3 separate regions of the Mus musculus genome follow, and regions 2 and 3 are each linked to region 1. A link is a contact called in public HiChIP or PLAC-seq and promoter capture Hi-C data. All regions are on one chromosome and are shown on one strand. The core of a region is the stretch at or near the end of the contact, and the rest is flanking DNA. Distances in the headings are between cores, read along the strand shown.

Evidence for each region. Promoter capture Hi-C pulls out the DNA fragments that hold promoters and counts their contacts. HiChIP or PLAC-seq counts read pairs in DNA pulled down with a chosen protein or histone mark.
Region 2: an H3K4me3 HiChIP or PLAC-seq map of embryonic basal ganglia shows a contact between it and region 1, with 4 times the contacts expected there. The contact joins the enhancer-like site here to the promoter of Ecel1 in region 1. A contact is called at or near these places in 13 of 39 promoter capture datasets (the C10 cell line, the HPC-7 cell line, cranial neural crest and 8 more), 1 of 484 Hi-C or Micro-C datasets (bone marrow-derived macrophages), 10 of 115 datasets of contacts at active chromatin or transcription factors (embryonic basal ganglia, embryonic forebrain, embryonic hindbrain and 5 more) and 3 of 9 other capture datasets (adipose tissue, embryonic stem cells and macrophages).
Region 3: a promoter capture Hi-C map of liver shows a contact between it and region 1, with 3 times the contacts expected there. The contact joins the promoter of Tex44 here to the promoter of Ecel1 in region 1. A contact is called at or near these places in 4 of 39 promoter capture datasets (the 3T3-L1 cell line, hippocampal neurons, liver and 1 more) and 1 of 115 datasets of contacts at active chromatin or transcription factors (stem cell-derived neural progenitor cells).

Annotation. Positions count from the first base shown.
Region 1 is chr1:87,154,304-87,158,822 of GRCm38.p6, forward strand. It overlaps Ecel1 (endothelin converting enzyme-like 1), which reads right to left and starts at 1,833. Exons shown (of 18, transcript NM_001277925.1): 1 at 1,717-1,833; 2 at 1-785. The coding sequence starts at 686. All of the region lies in intron 3 of Gm33292 (a long non-coding RNA gene), which reads left to right.
Region 2 is chr1:86,631,264-86,635,610 of GRCm38.p6, forward strand. All of the region lies in intron 1 of Gm41908 (a long non-coding RNA gene), which reads left to right. Among named protein-coding and RNA genes, the nearest start is that of Gm41908, 6.4 kb to the left of the region's middle. Within about 2 kb of position 3,043, at least 56 of the 459 cell types and tissues checked have an H3K27ac peak or open chromatin away from gene starts, as enhancers often do. A contact at or near this core is called in the HPC-7 cell line, embryonic basal ganglia and liver, where this site is marked.
Region 3 is chr1:86,423,890-86,428,075 of GRCm38.p6, forward strand. It overlaps Tex44 (testis expressed 44), which reads left to right and starts at 2,440. Exons shown (of 1, transcript NM_027966.1): 1 at 2,440-4,160. The coding sequence starts at 2,482. The coding sequence ends at 4,074.

The sequences.
Region 1 (4,519 bases), core at 583-3,082:
TTGAGGTCCCAGCGAGCCGCCCCGGGGCGATCGGCCGCGCCGCCCAGGTCCCAGCCGCCGCAGTCCTCGATGACCTCGAGCATGGGCCGCGGCCCGAGCCTCTCGATCTCGCGCATGTCGAGGCACGAGCGGAAGAAGGCGCGCACCTTGCGCTGCGCAGCGCCGCCGGGGCCTCCGGTGGGTCTCGCCAGCAGGCGCCGCAGACGCTCCTCGTTCTGCTCTCCGATGGCCGCGATCGTGCCGTAGGTGAGCTTGTCGTCGGGGATAGCGTGGCGCCGCAGCCAGCCTCCGCACGCGAACGAGTAGAAGTCCTGGCACGGGTCGATGCTGGCGTCCAGGTTGGCAGACAGAAAGCGGGCGGCGCGTGCAAAGGCCTTGCGCTCGGGGCAGCCCTCGGGACAGGCTCCGCCACCGCCCGCCGCTCCCGGGCCCAGGTATTTGAGCGCCAGCATGGCCGCCAGGATGGCGCAGAGGCCGGCAGCAAACACCAACCCCGACAGCAGGCACACCTCGCGTCGATTCCAGCGGGGCAGCCCAGACCTGGACCCGCTAGCACTGCGCCCTGAGCCCCTCGGGAAGCCTGGAGGCAGTGAGGTCCCTCGAGCGCCCCCGGTGCCACACCGGCTCACATACTTGACTTCCTGGAACTCGTCGTAGTGCGCTGTCATGGAATACGGGGCCTCCATTGTGCCGAGGCTTTGGCTGCAGACCCCTTGTTTGGTCGATTATAGGCTGCTTCTGTCTGCGGGCTTTCTGGTCGGAGCCCACATGGCCCTCGGTCGCAGCTGTAGGAAGGGAACATTAGCAGGCTCAGAGAGGCCCTGGAAAGTGAGGGGACCCAGAAAACAAAGGGTGGGAGTTAGTTTAAGAAGATGGAGGCCACCTGTGATCCACAACCAAGGATCCCACTTCACTCCGTCAACCAAGAAAGAAGGGTTCAGTTGCCAGCAGCTCTTACTGGAATAGTAGCCTTTAACCTGCCTACCCAGGTCTCCACAAGCTCACCACAGAGTAAGGATGCTCGGACACAAAACCAAAGAGCACCGGGCACAAAGTGGGGGCTTCACTGACAACCTGTTTCCCTTGTCTTTGCCTTTCTTGCCCATCATCCTCTCCAGACAAGCCAGGTGGGGGAGGGGGAAGCAGAGGCCGGAGAAAGGAGGTGTGGTCAGGGGCGCCTCTCTGCGGACCCTGAAGCCTCCTTCAGTTCTCCGAACTAAAAGCGACCAGACACCCAAACTTCGTCCTCGGGGAAGTCTGCAGGACCACTCTCAAGCCACCCTCTGGCTGTTTCTCTTCAATGGCTCCAAAGCCCACAAGTCCCTTCCCCAAGCAGCAGCCCTCTCCATTCCCCATCTTTCCCCCACCCGACTCCCCAACCCCGACGGCCCAGATGGAAAACCAGAGACTGGTTTCATCATTTGCCACCCATCAACGCCCCGGGCCATCCCTGTCGTCAACAGGTTCTCCCCAGAATCCAAAGTTGGGAGAAGTTTCACCCCCTTTGCTGCGCCAGCCCTGAGCTCAATCTCTTGCGTCGCGCGGCGCAGTCAGCGGAGCTTGAGAGCCGAGTCCTGGAGTCGCAGCCGCAGCCGCAGCTGGAGCCAGAGCCGGGAGGACAGAGACAAAGCCGAGAAGCTCGGCTCGGCAGCCGCGGTGGCCTCGGAGGTGGCTGTGATGATGTCCTCGGAGGCGGCGGGCCCGAATGACACTTACCCGGCAGGTGCGCGTCTGGGCCGGGCGAGGACCGAGGGAGGGGTCGGGAGCAAATCCCGGCCTCAGCCGGAGAGGAGCTGGGCTGGCTGCGGCTCTCTTCGTGCGCCCGCCGCCTCTGCCGCCGCGCCGCGCCGCCCGCCAGCCCCGAAGGAGGGGGCGCGCCGGCGGCTCCACCCTCCTTCTCCCGCCCCCTGCACCCCTCCTTCTCTCTGCTTCCCTCTGGGCTACCTGTCAGCTCCAGCAGTGCGGAGGTGGGGATGGCGACCGCGGAGATAACGCTCCTGAGAGTGATGCACCAGCTTCTGGCTCCAGGACTCCGGAGTCCAGATCTGTCCCGGGAGGAGGAAGCACGGTCCCTTCTGATGAGCCACTTGGAGCCACCTACCAGTCTGCGGTAAAGGGACTGAAGCTGGAGATCTGGAGGCCAGAGGGAAGTCTGGGCCGAGCCCACAGAAGCTCAGCCCAGGGAGGACTCCAATGGGCAGGTGAAGAGCCTGTATCTGGACCAGCACTCTGCCAGGCGCCATCAGCACCAAGACTTCTTTGTCCTTTTAACTCCTGCTTGCCCCATCTGGGTTCTGGTTGGTACAAGACCCTTTACCTAGCTCTCCTGGGGAGGTTGCAAGTAGAGGCTGAGGCTGTGGCCTCCTCAACCTTAGGTTTTCCTGACATCATTGGCAGGAAGTCCCAGACCCACATAGAAAGGCCTAGAAAAGGATGGTAGGGTGGGGAGAGGGAGGAATCTTGCTCCACTTCCCTCACGGGACTACACAGGGTGAGTTTGTCCAGTCTTCCACCCATTCCGGTTGGCTGAACTAGCTTTTTAAATGTTGGGGACCTCGCTCCTTCCAAGAGACAGAATCATCTTTACCTCTCCACTGTACCCACAAGGTGAAGCCCACACGTGACAGAGACCTGGGAGCTTTCTGAAGGACTGCTACTGTTTCAGGAATCTGCTTTCTCTGCCTCGACTTACCCATCTCTTCTGGTATCCCCAGCAAAGGACCACACAGCCCCAGCAATCCCAACCTTGTGGCTCCAGCCTGCAGCCCTGGCCTAAGCAATGTTTCAGACATTGGTGAAGACCGATGTGATAGAACCCATGTTGAGGTGGGACTGCGGAGAGCGACCACCATCCCGTCGCCATCCCCTCCGGATGTTCTTCATCGTCAGCTACCCAGTCACTAGCCTTTAGTGGCCACCTCTACCACTTTCCTGCCTGTCCAGTCTGTCCATTTCTAAGTCCCACTCACAGGACTGTCTTTCATTCTGACCATCCTAAGGTCCTCTCCTGCCCCATGCATTCTTCTCAGGTCCAATTAATTCTACTGAGGAGCGATGGAATTACGCAAAAATGCCGTGTTTCCGTGAGGGGGGAGGGGAGGGCAGGGCGGTGGCAGAGTGGCTCTTTGTGCTTTTAATCTGCATTTTCCCCTCAACATTCCATCTCCTGGAGGATAATTTTCCAGCCTTTTCAGGCCCTGATTGGTATCATTTCTCCGGCAATGACAGCTTTTATTTTCCCCGAAATGAATGCCGTGAAATTTCCAAGAAATATAAAAATGGATATTGTCTCAAGGAGCCGACTACTCCGACAGCAAGGCACAGAGGCAAACCTGCTTCCCCGGGGACTTTCCTCTGCATCCACAGGAGGATAGGGACCCTGGTCCTCAGTCCCTTTATTTGCTTCTCTCCTCTGGGGTCAGTCCTTGGAGCTCTTCTTCTGGTCACCACTCACACACTCAACTACCATTGATCCATTCATCTGTCTCCCGGCCAGGCTGGCCAGGCGGATTGGGCCTCCCCAGCTGCCTGTTCTGTTCAACACCTTATACTTCACACTGAACCCTGAGTGCTGAAATAAGCTTAGAATTGGGTCCTTTGACCATTAGGCCCTTGTCACCTTGACATGTCCTGTGGTCAGGCTGTCCATAGAAAGGGTTCAGAGAACCACTCCTTCTCTCTCCTGCCTATCTTGCTCCATCGATCTCTGAGGTTCTCAGAGATTCTCCTTCAGTTGCTACGTGCTCCCAGATCCGATGAAGATTAGATTGACAGGACCGGGCCATTCCTAGCTGAGTCCAGAAGAGCCCCAAATGAGGTTCTAGAGACCCACCTTGGGAAAAGAAGGCAGGCGGCAGTCAGAGAAGGCACACAGGGGTATGAGGGGCAGAAGCATTTGGAAGCAGTTCTTTGCCTCCACACAAGCCAAAGTCATATCCCAACGACTGTGTTGATGGAGCATCACTGGGTTTGTCTTCTAGATAAGGAGCGCCTGTAGCCCCATCTCTGGTATAGCTTTGGGACAGCAATATTCACAAGGATTCATGGCTATTGAGCATTCACCAAGGTGCTGTGTATCTTGCCCTAAACAAGGGAGGGAATATCCTAAAGCCAGACCACCAATCCAAGACCTAGCTATGGTCAGTGCCAGCTCAGATCTGTACTGTGTGGGGTAGAACCCTGGCCCCTGCAATGTGTCAGCTCTGGGCTACACCACAGCCTCTCTCCCATCCAGCCAGTGCCCTGGTCTTCTAGCAGTTGTGAGTTGTCTCTAGGCCACAACCAGTTTCCTGCCCTCCGCCTGGCCTCCCTGGGCTCATCCATCCATTATTCACAGCACAAAATGGATTTTTAATTTGAGAAATGAAATGACTCTCCCTAGTGGCTGGTGTGGCAGGGAGGGGTGGGGGAGAGAAAGGTCGGCTCTTAGAGACGGCTGCACACTGCTGGCTGTGGCTCTCATGGAGAAAATGAATGTCCACGGCAGGTTTTGGGGGCCACAGGGGCCCCAGGTACATGC
Region 2 (4,347 bases), core at 1,793-4,292, 520 kb before region 1:
AGAATCTGAAAAATTCTAAGTGTTGGCAAAACTGAAAATGACTTTTGAAAGGACTCAAGAGAAATTTGTGTCAGCTGAAAGGCTCTTCTTTGAGACCTTACATGTTTGGAACACTGTTACATAAAGAGTATGTCAGAAGAAGGCTCAAGTGACCTTTCAGAGTGAGAGTTGAAGAATATACAGTGTTTTAAAAGATATTCCCTAAAATGGTGTTTGGGAAACCAGTGTCCTGGCTAAGTCTGCTTAGTTGGACATTTGGTAACTGTCTGAGAAAGATGGATGTTCACAGAAAGTCCATTCCTGACTGTGGACGGTCCCGTCTGCCTCTTCTCTGTCCCTCATCCCTGTCTGTGGACGGTCCCATCTGCCTCCTTTCTGTCCCCTCTTGCCCATCCCCCTTCTCAGCACACCCACTCTTATTTTCAGCCTTGGACCCAAGCTCCTTAGAGCCCAGCTCCCCACTGCCTCACAGGGCTCCGTTCTTTCCTCAAGAGCTCCCTCCATGCAGTCCTGTGTTTTTCTAGATTCTTCCACAAAGTCACTTGCCTGTCTGGACTCAACTGGACTCACTGGTCACCGAGGCCCGAGGATCATCTGCACAGGCGTGGGGGTGGTGTTTAGTGTGTGGCACAGCCCTGACTGTCTCCTTTCTTCTTGACCTTCACAGTAATGACCCCACACTCCCCAGACTGAGTGATCTCTGTCACCTAGGTCTCTGCAGGGAGCACCCTCCTCTGTTCTGCCAGGGTGCTTTAGTCCTTCCTACAGGGTGCTTCAGTCCTCCCTACAGTATTCTCTGGTACTCACACGTGTTCATTTGTCTAAGACTTGCCTTTCCTATCCTGGAGGAAGATTCTTTGTCCTTTTTGCTGCTCTGGCCGTAGTTTCTACAGGCTGCATATCTAGCAAGTCCTTCCTGAATGACTGGAATAGACTGTAGTCACATCTCAGAAAACACAAGGCTTTGGGTGGTGGCTGTCCCCTACCTGCCTTCTTCCCAGGCACCCATACCCTGACCTCAGGAGGAGGGTGGATTACAACTCATTGTGTTTTTACAGATGCACTTCAGAATTATTTAGACAACTTTCCTTAAAAGTTCATTGATTTTGTTTGTTTGAATCAGGGTCCCACGTAACCGAGGCTGGTCTCGTGTATAGGAGGGTGACTTTGAACTTCTGATATCCCCCAGTCTTCTGAGTGCTGGGGTTGTGGGTATGTGCCATTTTGTCCCGTTTATTTGGTTCTGGGAATGGGAAGCAGGCTTTCTCATGCTCTGCCAGCACTGACTGAGCTACCTTTCTTATATTTTCCTCAGAACTCCTAAGAGGAAAGCAACCGATTTATCAATGTTTGTCACATGTCCATTCACTTTAATTATTATTTTTCTTGAGATGTCTCACCGTGTTGCCCTGGTTGGCCTCAAAGTTAGGCTCCACCTGCCTCAGCCTTGTGAATGAATGTGGTCACGTGAGTGTGCCACCTTGCTTACCTCAAGAAGTTTTCATTTCACGGAGTGAGATTGGTCTCAGCAAATGGAATCTCCTTCCTGCTCCTCTGGCCCTGACTTGTCTTCAGCTGTTTCTCATTGCACTGGGCGGAGCGGATCCTTTCTTAAATAAACCTTTCATTAGGGAAGACATTCGGGACTGCACAGAATATTTTAAGAACACAACCATGAAAGTGACACATCTCTGCTTCTGGGATGCTGCCAGTGCAGTACTTAGAGGAGATTCATTGCTCCCAGGGCTTACATTAAGGAGGGAAAAAAAGAGAAACCATAAATCAAGCCCATGCCTGGTGAACCTTGTTCCCTTTAAGCTGCAAACCAAGAGAAAGGAGAAAAAGGAAGTAATAAATTTAAACAAAATGGAGGAAGAGAGAGTTGATAAACTTAATCATAGGCACCTGGAGGAAGTGACCTTTGTGCAGAGCGGGGCAGTATGGGACAGGGGTGGGAGGACAGGGTCTGCCAGGCATCCAGGTTCTTCCTTTTGTATATCTGGGGGCAGATGGCTTTGGAGAATGGGGCTTCTGTTGACCCTGTGGCCACCCACTGGCGTGGACTTCAGACTGAAGTTTTTGTCCCAGTCAGTTTCTCAGTCATATTTGGAGAGAGAATAGAATGCTCAAACCCAGGAACGCACCCCAGCACCCCAGCGATGGAGAAGGCAGGGCCGAGCTTGGGAAGAACAGCAAAACCTCCCAATAAGTCTCACAGGGGAGCTTTCAAGTCCTTTATTACCACACTGACTTGATTTTTTTTTTCCCCCTCTCTAGTATTTAGTCAAATTCCTTTTACAATTCTGTGCTGATGGAGAAAAAGGCAAGCCCGTGGTTTTGTTTGCTCTCAGGCCAGAAGAGCACTGGGCTATAGGTGACCAGCGTGGACTCACTGCTTGGGCTGGACCCACAGGGTGTTTGGGGGTTGACTGCTTGTAGGGTTTAATATTATGCTCATTAGAAGGGAAAACTCCCTCCTAGGCAGTGAAAAAAAAATTAATAAGCCATTAGCTAAATTCTAAAAAGGAGCAAATGCAAATTAATACACTCTAGAAGAAGGAATGCACTAATGCAAAATATGTTTTACAAGCAAATGAGAGGACTGGATTCTCAGCAGTCTGCTTGTATGTTTTTGTAACAAAATGGAAATTAATATCTTCCCAGGGGCTCATCATCTATTCCTCTCAAGTCAATGTAATCTGCAGTGATTGTTTTTAATAGAGAAGAAAAAGCGCCCAGCTGCTCTTTTGAGCAAGCCAGCAGGACATCTTGGAGCAGATCTGAGCTCTGCATAGAGTCCCTGGGTGGCCTCTTTGTTTTACTGTAGAAGGAAGGCCAGCTCCTTTTCTCCAGATGAGGGTCAGTGTGGACCAGGCATAGCAGGTGCTAGCCTCCCTGGTGAGCAGAGATCTGGAGCAAGTAGCTCACAGCCCCCTGGAAAAAAACAATGGAGACCCACAGCCTCTTCTCCCTGAGTCCAGGGCCAGGAGACCAGCAGAGTCATCCAGAAGGCCCTGGCCAAAGTCTCTTGGTTGAAAGGACTATGTTGTGCCTGGCTGAAGCTAACGTGTTCTGGTGCATGGCCACCTTGGTGATGTGGGGTTTGGGACAGTCATAGAGGTGACCGGAGACAAGAGAATCCTAGGAGTCTAAAAGAATTCTTGAGTGTGCTCCAGCAGAGGCAGCATCAAAAAGGGCCACAGGCATCCTGCTGTGAGGCTAGGTATAGAGTAGTAACAGCCAGAGAGACAAACTTGTTAGCTCACTCCCACTGTGGGTTTGAAGACCTTGTTAGTGTTATGCTTTCAGATGGGAGGAAGGAACTTCCTGGTGCTAGAACTTGTCGACTTGGTATTAGAACCCCACTGGGGATGCAGTATGGCGCCTTGTATGGTAAGCTGGTATAGCGACTGATGCTTTTTCTCTGCATGAACTTAGCGCTTGGTGTCAACTTCCAGTACTTTGCAAAATCAAAATATCCTGGGCAGCTTTAAGAAAGGACATATTTATCACAAATATAATCGGTGTGAATTTCAAAGCTCTCAGACAAACGGACATCACACACACACACACACACACACACACACACACACACACACAGAGCACGGAATTTTTCAAGAGCCATGCATAGTACATTGCTCATATTCCATTGGCTGGAATTTAATCACATGGCTGCACCTAACAGCAAAGGAAGCTGGGAAATGAAGTCCAACAACACTCAGAGGAAGATGGTTCTTGAAGAGAAAAAGAACTTGTGACTCTAGGGGAGGAAAAAAATCCTTTCCCTTCTACCCTTGTAGCTTCTCTTTGGGATTTAGATTGGCAAGATATGGATTAATGACAGAAAGACAAGCAAGTGATTATTAACAGGTGGACCCTGAACACACAAATGGGTCGCATAGGTGAGTGCTCTTAGACAGTGAAGTCTATGTACTCAACGTAAAGGGAAAAGGGAAGAGAAAGGGCACAGATGGAAAAGCAGGTGGCCTTTTTTTTTTTTTTAATTTATTTCTTTATTAGGTATTTTCCTCGTTTACATTTTCAATGCTATCCCCAAAGTCCCCCATACCCACCCCCCCAATCTCCTACCCACCCACTCCCCCTTTTTGGCCCTGGGGTTCCCCTGTACTGGGACATATGAAGTTTGCAAGTCCAATGGGCCTCTCTTTGCAGTGATGGCTGACTAGGCCATCTTTTGATACATATGCAGCTAGAGACAAGAGCTCCGGGGTACTGGTTAGTTCATATTGTTGTTCCACCTACAGGGTTGCAGTTCCCTTTAGCTCCTTGGGTAATTTCTCTAGCTCCTCCATTGGGGACCCTGTGATCCATCCAATAGTTGACTGT
Region 3 (4,186 bases), core at 1,190-3,689, 730 kb before region 1:
GGAGCTGAGGAAAGCCGAGGGTCCAGGGAGGGTAAAGAGGGGGACACTGGAGGACAGGACACTCGACAGAAACAACTCAAGGGTAAGCTTGTTCTGGCTGGTGCTTTAGAGACATGTCGCCTGTGTATCATGACAGGTGGCATGGTGACAGTTGCTCACATCACAGCAAACAGGAAGGAGAGAGCATGGCTGGAACCCAGGGTAAGCATGACCTACAAAGACCCTGTGCCAGGGACCTAGTTCTGCCAGCCAAGCCCCACTTCCTTCAGGCTCCACAGACTTCAGAACGACCCTACAAGCTGAGGACTGGGTGCTCAAATACGTAGGCCTGTAAGGAACAGCCCCAATTTAAGCCATCACTTCAGAGAAGGAGCCAGGGACAGGGGACCAGGAGAGGCAGAATGGGAGACAACACAGGAAGGATAGAGGGGGAAGCCTGTGTTCTGTGATGGAACTACTACAGTGTGACCCAGAGCTGCCATTAGGTTGCATCTACAGGCATGGTAAGTCAGTTACCATACTGGCCAGCATCCCTCCACCACAGACCATTGATTATCTTTTGTTGTTTTTAAAGAAAATTTCTTACTATGTAGTCTTGGCTGTCCCGGAGCTTGTTATGTAGACCAGGCTGGCCTCAAACTCACAGAGCCACCTGCCTCTGTCTCAGGAGTGCTGGGATTAAAAGCTTGCACCACCACCACCTGGCCCAAGAGTATAATTGCATTTCTTCTCTCTCTCTTTCTCTCTCTCTCTCTCTCTCCCTCTCTCTCTCTCTCTCTCTCCCTCCCTCCATCCCTCCCCTCTCCCCTCCTTCCCCCCTCCCCAAAACTGAGTTCTCCATGCTAATGAGGTACCTAGAGGCCTGGAGGACTTAGCCAATAAGCTTCCCTTCCCAGACATTCCTCCCTGCAAAAGGTATTTAACCTCAGGTCCACCCGGAGAAGTGGATACAGTACACATCCATTTTCCACCATGAACAGCCAATAAACTGTTTAGAACTGTGGACTGTCTCTTTCAACAAGAGCCACAGTGGGGAGCCATGGGGAAGGCATTCAACTACAGAGCCGCAGCTTAATTCTCCCATAGAAGGTCTCTCTGTGCTCTCAGCCACAACTGCCACCAAGCCTGCCTCCACCAAGCTAAGGACAATATCACCCCCTGGGACAAGCCGGAGCTCCTCCCCCTTCCCCTCCCCCCACCCCAGGCTAGACACTGTCCCCAGCCCACAGCCCGACTCTGTTTTCTGCTCTGCTGAAACTCCCAGCGGATGTCTAAGAGTCTGAGAACCCCACGGCCCAGGCCTCGTTGCAGGCCCAGGGACCCCTGAACCAACTCCAGCTTTTTCCCACCCGGGAGGTGTCTCAGCCCCGGCAGCAGTCACAGTGGCGGTGGCATGGAATAAAGGCAGTCAAACTCCCAGCGTTCCGCTTCCCCAAGAGGCTGTGCCTAGCAGTGGGGCAGTCATGGACCCACAGCCTTGCCCCTAGGAGAGAAGATATAAACATAGACCCAGTTCTCCCTAGGGATGCTGGGGTCCCTAGGGGCATCATCAGATGGTTGCATCTCCTCTTATCCCCAGGAGCAGGAACTACACCTAACCTGGCAACTAGGGTGAGCACAAACACACAAATAGAACCATCCACTCCAATGCTGGGGATGGAACCAGAGCATGCTGGGCAAGTGCGCTACACTCAGCCAAACCCAGTCCCCGGCTACCTTCTTCATACAGTGGGGTTATCTGGGGACCAAGCTCTTCTTAGGATTGCCCTGGAGTCTGTACCCATTAGTGGTGCCCTGCCCTCCCAGCCCAGATGAGCAGGTAGATTGTCCTGTGTCAAAAGGTTAACTCTAGCACTAAGGATAGCCAGCCTAGATGCCGCCCAGGCCCTGGCCTCCACTATTCCTCCTCATTGCTAGAAAAATTACCAAAGAAAGACCGGCCTGAAAGAAAGAAATTGGGGTCCTGAAGTAGCCCAATAGAATAGAGAGATGGTGGGAGGGATAACCTGGTATAACAAATGTCTGTAATCCTAGCTCTTGAGAGGCTAAGACAGGAAGATCAGAGTGGGAGACCAGCCTCAACTACATAACAAGAGCACTGATCCCCTGTCCCCAAAATAAGTTTAAAACCTACTAATTCAAACTCAGCATTACCTTCCTGTATCATGCCCCAAAGTACAGTTCCCGAAACCACTCACAGCCCTGCGGCTGCATCTGCACCTACCTACGTATCTCCATCTTAAACCAAGACAGTTATTCTTCATTTCCTCTGTACCCACTACTCTGGCTATGCAACACCACCTATAGTCAGCTCGCCAGGACAGCCACTCAGCAGACTCAGGACATTCAGGACCCTTGCTCTACAAGTACCTGTGACATCATCAGCTGCCCACAACCTGCTGTGACCTCACCACCTGGACAACTGAGCCTAGCAGGGCCAAGCCACTCCTTCCCAACCACCATAAGTAGCAGGGGGCATAGATGACCGCTGAGCCCTTGGAAGACCCTGAAGCCAGCAGCAGTTCTACACATGATCTTCCCGAGGCCTCCTCGGACAACACAGCTGATGAAAACTCTGCAGATTTACCCGGAGAGTCCGAAGGACCAGACTCCCTGCCCGATGACGTCCCACCAGGAGACATCGACGAAGTGCTAGCTGAACATGATGTAGATCAAACCTCTGAGGCGAAAGCCATCACCACAGAGCAAAATGAAGAGCAGGACTTCATTCGGACTGATACCTTCATGAGACAAGATGAGGACCTGCTCTCCAAGCAGATTTCCACCATCACGGAGAAAAATGTAGACCAGGCGTACATGCAGATTAACACAGTTTTTGAGCAGGATAAAGACCAGGCCTCCATACAGACTGCCACCTTGATGGGACAAGATGAAGACCAGGCATTTTTGCAGATTGTCACTTCTGTGGGACAGAATAAAGATCAGGCCTCCATACAGACTGCCACCTTGATGGGACAGGATGAAGACCAGGCATCTTTGCAGATTGCCACTTCTGTGGGACAGAATAAAGATCAGCCCTCCATGCAGATGGACACCTCCATAGGGCAAGATGTAGAGCCAGCCATCTCCACAGATACAGCAACTTCTGCAGTCAAAGATGAGAGCCCAGATATTCCACATCAGGGCCAGGACAATCCTGAAGAGACCACATCTTTGCTGCCCCAAGACCCAGGTATCCTGCAAGTGTTTGTGGGTTTCCAGAACCCAGTGTGGGACAGGCTAGCTGAAAACAACCGTACAAGTCGGAGCCGGACGGTTTCCCCGAGTGACTCCCAGACCCAGGAAAAGACACTGGGAAACCCGAATGTTCCAGAAGGGCAGCCAGTATTAGTTCCAAATGCTGACGTGCTATCTAACCTGCCTGAACATGTCCAGACTTCGGTGGGAGCTGCTGACCCACCCCCTTCCGATACCAGTGGTCGCGACCCAGAACCCACGCCTACCACCAACTCGGCCAAGCAGGAAGCTGAAGGGTTCAAGGCCTTGAACCCTGGGAGCAAAGCTAGATCGCCAGGGCTGACCAGTGAGGATTCAGCTGCTGACTCAGGTATCCCACCGGATCCACCTGACCCAGGCTCCCCAGGTGGCAGCCCACCCCACTCTCCAGATTTCTACCAGGTGGCCCTGGGCAGGAACCTTCTGGACCCCAATCTGTATAGACCTGATGTGGAGAACGACTACATGCGCTCCATGACCAGCCTGCTGGGTTGTGGAGAGGGCTCCATCAGCTCCCTCACAGACATCCTGGTGTGGTCAGACACAGCCACACGCATGGGTGTGGCTGTGGGCATTCTGGCCTCGGGCTGCAGCTCTCCAGCTGACCGGCTACAAGACGAGGGTCCCCGCCTGCGGACTGTCGCCAGCCTCTTGCGCAGCGCCAGGTCAGCTTTCTCCTCTGGGGTGATGTCTGGAACTGGCTCAGCCCTGCACTCTGTCACGCACCTGCTGGAGTCTGTGGAGAGACGGACTATGGAAGGCATCCGTTCAGCTATGCGCTACCTGGCCCATCATCTCACCTCACGCTGGGCCCGCACTGGCCCCAGTGGTAACTAGACCAGCAAGCCCCCTACTTCTTCCCCAACCCTGCACTAGGTAACTGTCCCCTGCCTTTCAGTAAATAACCACAAGCGTTTATTTTCTAAGCTCTGCCCTTATCCATGCAGTG